Regions from separate parts of the Mus musculus genome. Here region 2 is linked to region 1. Evidence: chromatin contacts called from public promoter capture Hi-C data. All regions are on one chromosome and are shown on one strand. The core of a region is the stretch at or near the end of the contact, and the rest is flanking DNA. Distances in the headings are between cores, read along the strand shown.

Region 1 (5,605 bases), core at 1,679-4,178:
CAAGAGAGAGTTTTACTTCTTTGTAGCCCAGAGCCCACATTTGCTCGGAAGGCTCCAAGCTTCCCGTGGCTATCTCAGCACAACTCCCAGCTCTACAGGGAGGTTTTCCTGACATCTTATGTCCTGCACAGCTATAGAAACCCTAGATCAGAGCTTCTCAACCTATGGGTTGCAATCCCTTTGTGGGTCTAAGGACTCTTTCACAAGGGGTCCAATATCAGATATCCTGCATACCAGATATTTACATCACGATTAATAATAGTAGCAAAACTACAGTTAGGAAGTAGCAATGAAAATAATTTTATGGTCAGGGATCACCACAACATGAGGAACTGTATTAAAGGGTTGCAGTGTTAAGAAGATGGAGAACCAGTGCTCTAGATTATTGAATTTTGCATTTCTTCCTGTTCTCTATGAATTTCAAAATCAGTTTATATATATGCACATATATTTGTTATTGTTGTTGTTGTGCTTTCTAAGATGTGGCCATATCTCACTATTTCCTGTAGGATTACATACTTACTTTGCGTGAAAGCCTAGCCTTTAATGGCTGAGCCATCTCTCCAGCCCGATTACATACTTATTTAAAAATATATTTGTCTTAAATATATGTGTATGTATGTACATGTGATCTTATATGCAGAAAGGAAACAATATTCATACATAAAGAAAGGATGAGACTAGCTGGATGATTTTATATATAGTTATAAAAATGTATATTACATAGCATAGAAAGATAAGTTTATGTGTCTTAATGTGTGACTGGGGGTCCCAAGCAGGCAGAGAGCTGACTGAATTGGTACTTTCTACCTCAGCTGCCCATGTTCCCTCCCTCGGGTGTATAAAACACACAGGCTTTCTTTTATTTGTTTACTGTTTGGACAGGGTCTTGGGAGGCTCAGGCAGGCCTAGAACTTGGTAAATAGCTGAAGATGCCCTGAGCTGATGATCCTGCATCCGTCTCCCAGGTGCTGGGATCACAAGGTAACCCTACACCCCTAGCACGGTTCTGTTTGCTTTTTATTGATTTCTAGTCCAGTACTTACTGATTTGGAGCAATCATGTCACAGTACATACATATCTGTGTCATGGGCAAACACAGTCTAACAGGGGGTGTTCGTGGTGAGGTTGATCCGGATGTTATCATCTGTGCTGACTGGGGTGGGAATTGCCTGGAGACCGTTATATAAGGACTTTACTTCTGCTAGAAGGTACAATCTCTCAGGGCTTCCAGAGTTTAGAAGCCCTATCTATTAGGGCTATTAAAGCCCTATTTAGTTTCCCACCATATCTTGTTTAAATAACATGTAAAGGTATTCCAAGTGGGACTGCTTACCTGGGGTCATGAACGTCCCCCTGCAGGTGTGTGGAATCTGCAGGAAGAAATGTCATCTCCTAAGCGGCCTTAACAAAAGTAGAAAAGCAAATTGCTGATATAGACTTTTTTTAAAAAAATTGAAGTTCAACCTTCTTAGCCATCTGGGAAATGCAAATTATGATTGTTTCGAGGTTCTATCTCACCTCAAGCAGAATGACTAGCATCAAGGAAACACTGACAGAGAGATCTCTGTGAGCCAGCCTGGTCTACATAGGGAGTTTCAGGACAGCCAGGGCTATAAAGTGAGACTTGTGTCAAAAAGAGAGAGGGGGGGAAAGGGAGAGGGAGAGGAAGGAAGGAAGGAAGGAAGGAAGGAAGGAAGGAAGGAAGGAAGGAAGGAAGGGAGAAAGAAAGGAAGGAAGAAAGAAAAAAACAAAACAAAAACCATGCTACAAAGGCAGGTGGACCCAGGAGAATTTAACCTGGCACAGTCATTATAGACATCAGTGGTAGATTTCCCAAAAAGCTAAACACAGAGAAGCACCATATGTCCCAGCGAAACCTCTCCCGGGGATCGATCTGAAGCATCTCTGTCAACAGGCCACAGCGATGCTTGCACATCTGTGTCATAATAGCCAAAATCAAACCAACCTAGATGTCCACCAACAGACGAGTGAATAAAGAGACTCTGATGCCAGTTCTGGAGAGACGGGTGGATGGCTCAGTTAAGAGTACTTGTTTTGGCTGCAAAGGACCCAGGTTCAGTTCCCTGCACCCACATGATGGCTCACAACCATTTATAAGTCCAGTTCCAGGGGAGCCCATGCCCTCTCATGGTATATATACACACAGGCAGGCAAACATGCGTAATAAACCTAAAAGAGAAAACGTGGTACATGCACAGAATGGAATTTTATGTAGCCATAAAGAAAATGAAATCGTGACATTTGTAGTCAAATGGATGCAACTGGAGATTATTAGGTTAAATGAAATAAGCCTGACTGCAGAAAGATAAATACCACATGTTTTCCCTTATGTGCAGAACCTTGAATTAAAATTGGGGTGTGTGTGCATGTGCCAGTGTGTGTGTGTGTGTGTGTGCATATGCCAGTGTGTGTGTGTGTGTGTGTCTGTGTGTGTGTGTGTGTGTGTGTGTGTGTAGGTGATGAAGCCAGCACAAGAGGTAAGGAAGAGATTTTAAGGGAGGTGAGAGATAAGATATTGGAACACATATAAGACGGCAGAAAGGGGACTATCTGGGGGAAAGAAGGAAACCAGCTGCGGGGGATGGGGAGCAACGTGAGGAACGGGAAGCAGCTGACAACAAGATAGTGACATCTATGCTATCTATGTAAGGATACTATAATGAAACCCATCACTTTGTATGCTAATTTAAAAATTAATTAAAAAACAAAATCAAAAAATACCCTAAAACAACCTTTCCCCTTTGCTCCGCTTCATCGGTCCTGTATGTAAATTGTTTCTTAGTCCATATTCCCACCGTGGTGAGGTAACGAGGCTGGTCACAGAGCCAAGGCCTGCTCAGGGTGTGCAGTGGGTGGGCACTCTCTTTCCCAACCACTGGGCTGGAAATGCTCCAGGCCACGCTCCTACAGAACTTGACTCTTCTTCCAGATGAGTGTGTCTCTGTTTCTACTGAGAGCTTTTAGCCGCGCTCTGAGGCTTGGCTTCACCAAACACAAGCACGGCGCAGTAGTGCAAACAGACAGAATCGCTGAAATACGGCTGTTTCCGGTGCCAGCTCTGTGCGGGATGCATCGTAAGGGATGGAAATCCCACAGTGTGAGAAAGATGTAAGGAAGCAGACACCGTGCTTCAGAAATCTGGCTGCCTTATGCGATAATGAACTTCTTCAGAGGGTACATTTGGTTTCACTGCTAAATATAATGGGAGATTGACAGCAGTTGCAAAAACGGCCCACATCAAGTGTGTTTCCAATATTGAGAAACCATCGAGAGGAATGATACTTGCGGTCACTGCAAATATGCATGAAGATAAGCATGCAGTTTCTCTTTCTCTTTCCCTCTCTTTCTTTCTCTGAGTCTGTGTCTTCCGTCGTCCCCCCTCCCACATGCAGTTTCTCTTTCTCTTTCCCTCCACTTTCTCTCTCTGAGTCTGTGTCTTCCGTCGTCCCCCCTCCCACATACCTCCTTCGCCCTCCCACTCCCTCTCCTTTTCCCACATCTTTCTCCTTCCCCCTCTCTGAGGGGAGGGAGGGTCTCAGGTAACTTGGGTTGATCTGAAACTCACTATGTAGGTGAGGATAACCAGGAACTGCTGATCCTTCTGCCTCCCCTCCTCCTTCATGCTGGGATTACTGTCATTAAACACAAGGTTCAGTTTATACAGTACTGGGGAATTGAACCTAGAGCCTTGTATTTGTTAAGGAAATGGTCTATCAGCTGAACCACATTCCAGCCTACAGTTGTCTCTTGATGTTAATGTCTCTCAGTATCTTTCTTGGGTGGCGATCCAATTCTTTCATCCCGGGAAGGAGAGGGATGGCCCCTGCCCCCTACTATCAGATACCGAAGACTCCATGGCTTGGGTGGCAGCAAGTCTGGCTGGGACTCAGCAATTTTTTTTAGATAGTGTCTTTGGCTTTGCATTCCACATGGTCTCTGCTGCATGGAAGTGACCCTAAGCAAATGTGGAGGCATTGATGTGACTGGGTTCTTACCAACTTTTATTGGTGGAGCAGATTTGGCTTTAGTGTGCCAACCCTGCTTCTGAGCTTATTCTATAATGAAACGCCACAACCACATGAATGGTTCCACATTCAAAGACATTTTTCTTGTGTACATGTGACTTTTAGACACAGTTTGGATCTATACAACAACTTCTTTTGAAGACAAATGTTTATTTTATGTGCATGTGGATGAGCATGTGTGTGCGTGTGTGTGCATGCATGTGTGCTGGGTGTATGTAGGAGCCCACAGAGGTCAGAAAAAGCATCAGTTCCTCTGGACCTGGAGTTAGGCAGTTATGAACCTCCACATGGGTGCTGGGAATCGGAACCAGGTTCTCTATAAGAGTAGCCAATACACTTCACCATGGAACCTCCCCCCAGCCTTTAGAACTGCAGGACAAGGAGAATGAGAGAGGGAGCCCTTCACCAAAGGCTGCAGCCAGTAGAAAGTAAACAGCCTGGCACTGACCAGGGAGTTTCTCTCTTTCTCTCTCTCTCTCTCTCTCTCTCTCTCTCTCTCTCTCTCTCTCTTTTTGGTGTTTTCGAGACAGGGTTTCTCTGTATAGCCCTGGCTGTCCTGGAGCTCACTTTGTAGACCAGGCTGGCCTCGAACTCAGAAATCTGCCTACCTCTGCCTCCCGAGTGCTGGGATTAAAGGCGTGTGCCACCACGCCTGGCCCAGGGAGTTTCTCTTAAGGTAGTAACCCTAGTGCACTGACATTCTATGCATCCTTGACTTCTTACAAGTCTGTTGGGGCTGGGAGAACGACCAAGATGAGGTTGAGTTTTTAGATATGTATTTTTATCATTTTAAGTGTGTGTGTCTGTCTGTGTGTTGGTATGTGTCTATGCGTTGGTATGTGCACATAAGTGCAAGTGCCTGTAGCAGTCAGAGGCTTCAGAACCCTTGAATCTGGACGTATAGGTGGTTGAGAGCTACCCAGTGTGGGTATAAGAACCAAAGGACAGCTGAGCCATCTTCCAGCCCATAAGACATTTTATATTGAAGGGTATTATCCTTCTGCTCTCAAATAAGTTGGAAACATTTTTCTTATTTCTTATTATCTTCCGTTATTTTGACAACTTGATAAATTAAATTTGACTTCAGCTATAATAGGTTTTTTTTTTTTTTTGCCTCAAGTATTTATTTATTCAGTTTCCCAGAAGTCAAATTTACCATATTTATTTGTGGGTTTTAGATCTTTTAAAATTAAAAGTCTTCTTCATTTTAAGGTCATAAAGAAATTTCTCTATGGTTTTCTCTGCTTCTTTATTATTATTTTGTTCTATATTTCCAGATCCAATCTTCTAGCATCCATCCTGAGATACAATGTGAGGTATGGCTCTAAGTGTAGTTTATCCTCATTAGTCACATATTCCATATTCATGAGTTTACATTTTTGCATGTGCCTTCTGTGTGGTGTGCGTGCATGCTTACATGTTTGCCTGTGTGTGTATGCAAGTGTGAGTACACACACACACATATTTATCTGTGTCTGCTTAAGCTCAAGGCTGATACTGAGATTCTTCCTTAATCATTAGCAGAGTGGGGTGCTCACCTTTAATCCCAGAGGCAG
Region 2 (5,605 bases), core at 1,410-3,909, 68 kb before region 1:
GGGGAAACTGAAGGCAAACCTCTAGACTGCCAGCCTAGAGACCAGTGGGGCAGAGCAGCCTCCAGCTTTCCAACCACACCTGCCCCTCCCCCCACGGACTACGGGAAGCACGCAGGCCCCCTGCTCTCACTTCCAGAGGCCAGACTCAGGTCCTCACAGAACTAAAAAACTAAAGCTAAAAGCTAGAGTTGACCTTTGCTCCTTCCGGGCCAGACAAATAGAAGGCTCCCCTGGGCCACACCCAACTGCTTAAGATCTCCACCACATGTTTATACTCAAGATGGAGAAAATGGAACTTACAGAGATAAAGTAGCCATCCTCTTTCCAAGGCAAAACCATTAACAGAGAAGTCTCTTTGTTTCCACATCAAGGACTGCCATAACTCATTCAAATTCCACAATAAAACCTGATAGGTGAGTTAATCCTAACTCCTTTGTTAGGCAGCCTATCAAAGAACTGACTGTGTGACCTTGGGAGGCTCACTAAACCTCTCGGAGCTCCTTCACAGGTCTCAATCACAAATGAAGTTTTTACATTTGAATGGCTGGTGTTTTAAGAATTGGCTTAAAAAAGAATTTACCTCCCTTTCCTACCCAAATTCCCACTGGGAAGCCCACTGATTATCACAACTAGAATGGATGAGGAGTGAACTGGCCTTAGAAGTGTGGGCTCCCAGATTCATCTCACACACACATTCAGGCAGATCCAGAGGCAGACACCCCAACATCACCCCAGATCTAAAGCCCTGTAGCTGGCTGGCAGCATGTTAGAGAGCTCGTCTGGCCCATGTGAGGCCCTGAGTCCCATCCCCAGAACAAGCCTGAGGCCACAGAAAAACCAATGGCAGAGGCTTCCCAACCAAAGCTCCCTACACCACCAGGGAGCTGAGGGACCGAGCCTCAAACTCACTGAGTACCTTCAATGCCCTCTACCACCAGCACCACAGATTTGAGCTCCTGGGCTCAAAGACCAAATCCAGAGGCTCCAGTCTCCCTCGAACCCCAAAGACACTGAACTGAATAAACATTAAGGCAACACACCCAGATAAGCCCCAGCATTGCTGGGCGGGGTGGCCGACGCCTTTAATCCCAGTACTCCAGAGGCAGAGTGAGTTCCAAGCCAGTCAAGCTATATACAGTGAGACCCTGTCTCAGACACCCACTAGCACCAAATGATTCATACTGACTTTTGGGTTGGGGCAAAGATTTCTTCCAAACATTCCTCAGGCTCCACCCCATTTTCTCCACCCATGTGTAGGACACTACTCCCATCTTCCTAAGAACTAAAGAGGGCACTGAATGCCTCAGGACCCCTACTCCTTCCTTTTCCACAGGACTACAAGCTCCAAGAGAAGATCTGAAACACACACAACAAAGCATATTGCAAAGCCACTCAAGCTTCCTTTCCAGACACTGTTCTTTCTACCTAGTAACAGGGAGTTGGCCAGTCTCTCATTAGAAATGCTATCTCCCACATCCCTTATGCACTGAGGTATTCTGAAAGGAAAACAGGGTGCCAGGACAAGCCACACTGAGCAGAAGTTTGAAACAGAGGCCACATCGTTAAGACAATCAGGATGGGACTGGAGGATGTGGGAGCAAGAAGAGCCCCGTGAACGATAGGAAAACAGGAGAGTGCAGAGGTTGAAAGCTCAGCTATCAATTAAAATGACTTAGACAGCCTTCCCCCACCACCTTACAATTGACAAACTGGACGTGGTAATAGGCAAGCTGCCCGTGTGCTATCCAGAGGTGACTTCATCTTCTACTTGATCCTTCATGATGTCATTTCACTAGATGCCATCAAGCTTGAGAGCAGCTGACAAGAGCGCTTCCCTAGCAAGCACAATTCGCTGTTCTCGATGGAAACACACAAGGTGAAGGCAGGAGGATGGGAGGCTCCAGGTTATCCTTGGCAATACAGTAAGCAAGGTTGATGCCTCCCTGGGCTACATAAGACCCTGTCTCAAACACAAAAGAAAAAAGTACATCTAACCAGTAACTATAAGGCATTCATCATTTGGGAGCCAAAAACTCAACCTTACTAGCACTTAGTAAGTGAAAGATTTCCTACACTTTGTTTTGAGACACCGTCTCATTTTATAGCTCCGGTTGGCTTGGAACTCAGAGATCTGCCGGTTTCTGACTCGCAGGACTAAGAATACACTAAGAAGAACCCAGGTCTTTAGTACATGCTAGGTCAGGACTACTACTGGGCTATACTCAACACAATAAAAGCTCTCAACCTATGTATGGGTCAAGTCCCCTTTGTAGTTACATATCACATATTTACATTATAACTCATAACAGTAGCAAAACTACAGTTATAAAGTAGCAACAAAATAATATTATGGTTGGAACTGCATTAACAGGTTGTAGCATTAGAAAGGTTGAAGGCCTATGCTTAAAAGGATCTTTCTGGGTCTTCTTGTCCCTTCTTCACTAAACCCAGCAAACTGACATAAGCTCCTTTCATTGGGTCTAAATACTAACTGCTTGAACCACCACCAAAACTCAAGGGACATGGCAGGGGTGCAACAGAGGGCAGTCAGAGCAGTGACTACATCCTGGGTTCATTGGTTTGAACACACAATTCACACACTGTAAAACCTGGGAGTATACAACACACTGTGTTCAAGAAAGCCGGGAAGAGGGCACTGTCGGGTTTTGAAATCTTGCTGTCCCTGAAGGCCTCCTTCCAGCCCCACCACTCTCCTCCTAAAATGTTGAAACCTTTTTAGTTTTAACTTTTTCAGATTGGGAAACCTGACTGAGCAGCACACCCTGCCACGCATGGCTTCTTAAGAGATAAGGACAGGAAGCCGATAAAATGCAGGTGGTCCCTGGCTCAGGCTCCCACAGAGCAATCGGTAACTGCTCAGCCTGTTCAGCCAGAGTGACCTAAAAACTCAGGGTCGATGACACACCCTGAGCTGTAGCTGAGAACCTGGGCAGACCAGGATCAGTTAGAACAGCTGACTTCCAAAACTACGCACATGAAATTGTGAAAGGATTCAAAGGAATAAAAAAACAACTCAACAGGCGATTTGGCTTCCCGGAGTGAGTGGGCTCAGTTATCCAGGAAATACCTGGAATTAGACATTCATCACTTAGGCTAACAAAAGTCCTGTCCCCTTAAATATGTAAATAGAAAATAAACAGAGAAAAAAAAAGCTGCGCCCCACCCCCCACAAGCACCTGAATTAGCATGTGAAATGTACCTGATCCAGAAAAAGGGAGGCTTAGAGGAGCAAAGACCAACTGTACAGTCTGCCTTCTTTGGGAGCACAGAGGCCAGGGAGCTGAGAGCCACTCCTGCAGCCTGCCCAAGAGCAGCCGACACATCACTCCAACGTTTAGCCCCATTTTCCAGGTGAGGAAATGGAAGGCAGCCTGCCTTAAGTAGTCTCAGAGTTTTGAAGAAGGCCAGACGTGGGGAGGCAAGAGTTTGAGGCTAGCCTGGTCTACATAATGAGGTTCAAGTCAGCCACAGCTACTTTAATAAAAACTAAAGTTACAAGGAGAACAGTGATGTTAGGCATGAGCTGTGTATGACCTTCCCTCTCCACCTCCCAGGTCCAAGCCGTTTGCACTGCCTCCCCAAGCCCCTTCCAACAATCACCAAAAGAATTTATAGACACCAAGCTCAGAATCAGGAAGGAAGCCACAAAAGGCCTTTCTTTTGGAAGGATATAAATTACCTATTATTTCCTGAAAAATTTTCATCTCATTCTTTATTACTACTTTGCAAAGGTAAGTCCAACTATCATACATTTACTGATGGATTCCTCCGAGTACTGTAAGCCTTGCCTGGATTTCCCTGGTTTTCGAGGAGCCATCCTGCAGGCTAACCGACCCCCCCCCCCCAGGCAGTCCCTAGAAAGTCTGATCTAAGTTAAGACTCCAGTGAGCACTTCACAATTGGTTATTACCCAGGGAACCTTCTCTACAGATTTACAGATAGGAAGGCGGGCAAGCATCCCAAGAGCTGAGGGTCATGAATTCCAGCATGACTTGGGCTGTACTAAACACCCTGCCCTAAAAGGAGGGGGTGGGGGCAAGGATGGGAGAGGAGAGGAAACTTCCTGGTGAAGATACCAAAGCCCAAGGACAGAAGATGATCTGCCCAATGTCATATTAGCCAAGACAACCTAGAATAACCAAACTCCACACAACCTCACTCCTGATGAGATGACATTCTGAGGTACGTTTGCTACTGACTTGTCTCAGGACAAACTACATGCAATCTAAAGGCTCTGAAAAGTATCTGAAATCAAGTGGACGATCAGAACCACCGCATGGCCAGTCACAAGATTCTCCCTTTCACACACATCCCAACTTACAAAACACTCAAGCCAGCTGGGGACGTATAGCTCAGCTGGTAGAATGCCTACAACTCAACAGTAAACCCAGGGTTCTGGTGTCAACACCACATAAACCCGGCATGGTGACACCTGCCCATAATCCCAGCACTCAGGAGGTGGGAACAGGACGGTCAGTTCAAAGCCATCCTCAGGTTACAGAGCCTGGGATGCATGAAATAAGAAAGATTAAAAAAAAAAAAAAAAAAAAAAAAAAAAAAAAAAAACTCTTGGGCTGAGGATGCAACTTAATGGAGGTATGAGAAAAAAAAGAGAGAATGGGGGCGGGAGGGGGAGCCTTGATGTTTAATACCACAAAAGTGAAAAGAAAATAAAGATTTGTCCTTTAGAACTCAGGAAATTCAATACACACACCTTCCCCACTGGCTTCTCACTACCTCTCCATATCTGCCTAGGAGGGCCCAGAGTCTGCTCACTAGCTGTCTTCCCATCGCCAAGTTGCTGTCACTGTTTAAATACACAGTTAAATACACAGTTGCAAGCAGACCAAGAGCATCAGGATGCCCGAGTGAGGACCGGATGATGAGCACCGTGGGCCCTGCAAGTCTGAAGCAGAGCTACCCTTGGGCTTTCTCCTGACCCCTCAGTGCTCAAATGCACAGGAGGGGCTCTAGAGCATATCCCACTCAGCGCAGGACCTCGGCAGCCAGAGCAGAACTCTGCTCTACGCCCTAGAAATCACATCTGGAAACAACTAACAACTACCGGCCTCTCCAGGGGAGTTGGGGATGCCAGACACAGAGAGGCCTGTCTTTCGTACAAAAAGATGGGCCAGTAAGATGGCGAGCACACACACAATCAATAGTAATAAATATTTCTTTAAAGGTCTTTGTGTACCTTGTTTTTTAATTCCAGAAAGATTCCTCTAAATTCCTAGGCACAGATAACTGAGGAAGCACTCACCCTGACTCTATCACAGGGTGAAAAGAAAAGCAAAGACACAGTCCCCTCTCGGGAGGAGATGTCTTCAGAGGTCTGCTAGGTTCTCAGGCTTCTGAGGAACCCAGCCCTTCAGGCTCTACGGCACAAGTAGAGTCTGACCAATGTATGAAGCAGAAATCAGCCTCTAAGTGGGTCTGTGTGCCCTCAATTACAAATCCAAATGTCAAAATTCAAAAACAGGTGAGGGACCTGAAGGGTAGGGGTGCACACAGGTGGGGAGGTGATGGGAAAAGGGTCTCACCGTAACTTCCCAGGCATGTGTAACTGAGGCAAAAACATCTG

Evidence for each region. Capture Hi-C pulls out chosen DNA fragments and counts their contacts.
Region 2: a promoter capture Hi-C map of adipose tissue shows a contact between it and region 1. The contact joins two enhancer-like sites. A contact is called at or near these places in 1 of 15 datasets of contacts at CTCF or cohesin (the NIH/3T3 cell line), 2 of 484 Hi-C or Micro-C datasets (both in embryonic stem cells), 3 of 115 datasets of contacts at active chromatin or transcription factors (embryonic fibroblasts and embryonic stem cells) and 2 of 9 other capture datasets (adipose tissue and pancreatic islet).

The regions. Positions count from the first base shown.
Region 1 is chr7:112,618,389-112,623,993 of GRCm38.p6, reverse strand. No RefSeq gene overlaps it. Among named protein-coding and RNA genes, the nearest start is that of Gm24154, 3.0 kb to the right of the region's middle. Within about 2 kb of position 2,928, at least 28 of the 459 cell types and tissues checked have an H3K27ac peak or open chromatin away from gene starts, as enhancers often do. A contact at or near this core is called in adipose tissue, where this site is marked.
Region 2 is chr7:112,686,170-112,691,774 of GRCm38.p6, reverse strand. The region is part of intron 1 of Tead1 (TEA domain family member 1); the gene reads right to left. Among named protein-coding and RNA genes, the nearest start is that of Tead1, 9.6 kb to the right of the region's middle. Within about 2 kb of position 2,659, at least 49 of the 459 cell types and tissues checked have an H3K27ac peak or open chromatin away from gene starts, as enhancers often do. A contact at or near this core is called in adipose tissue, where this site is marked.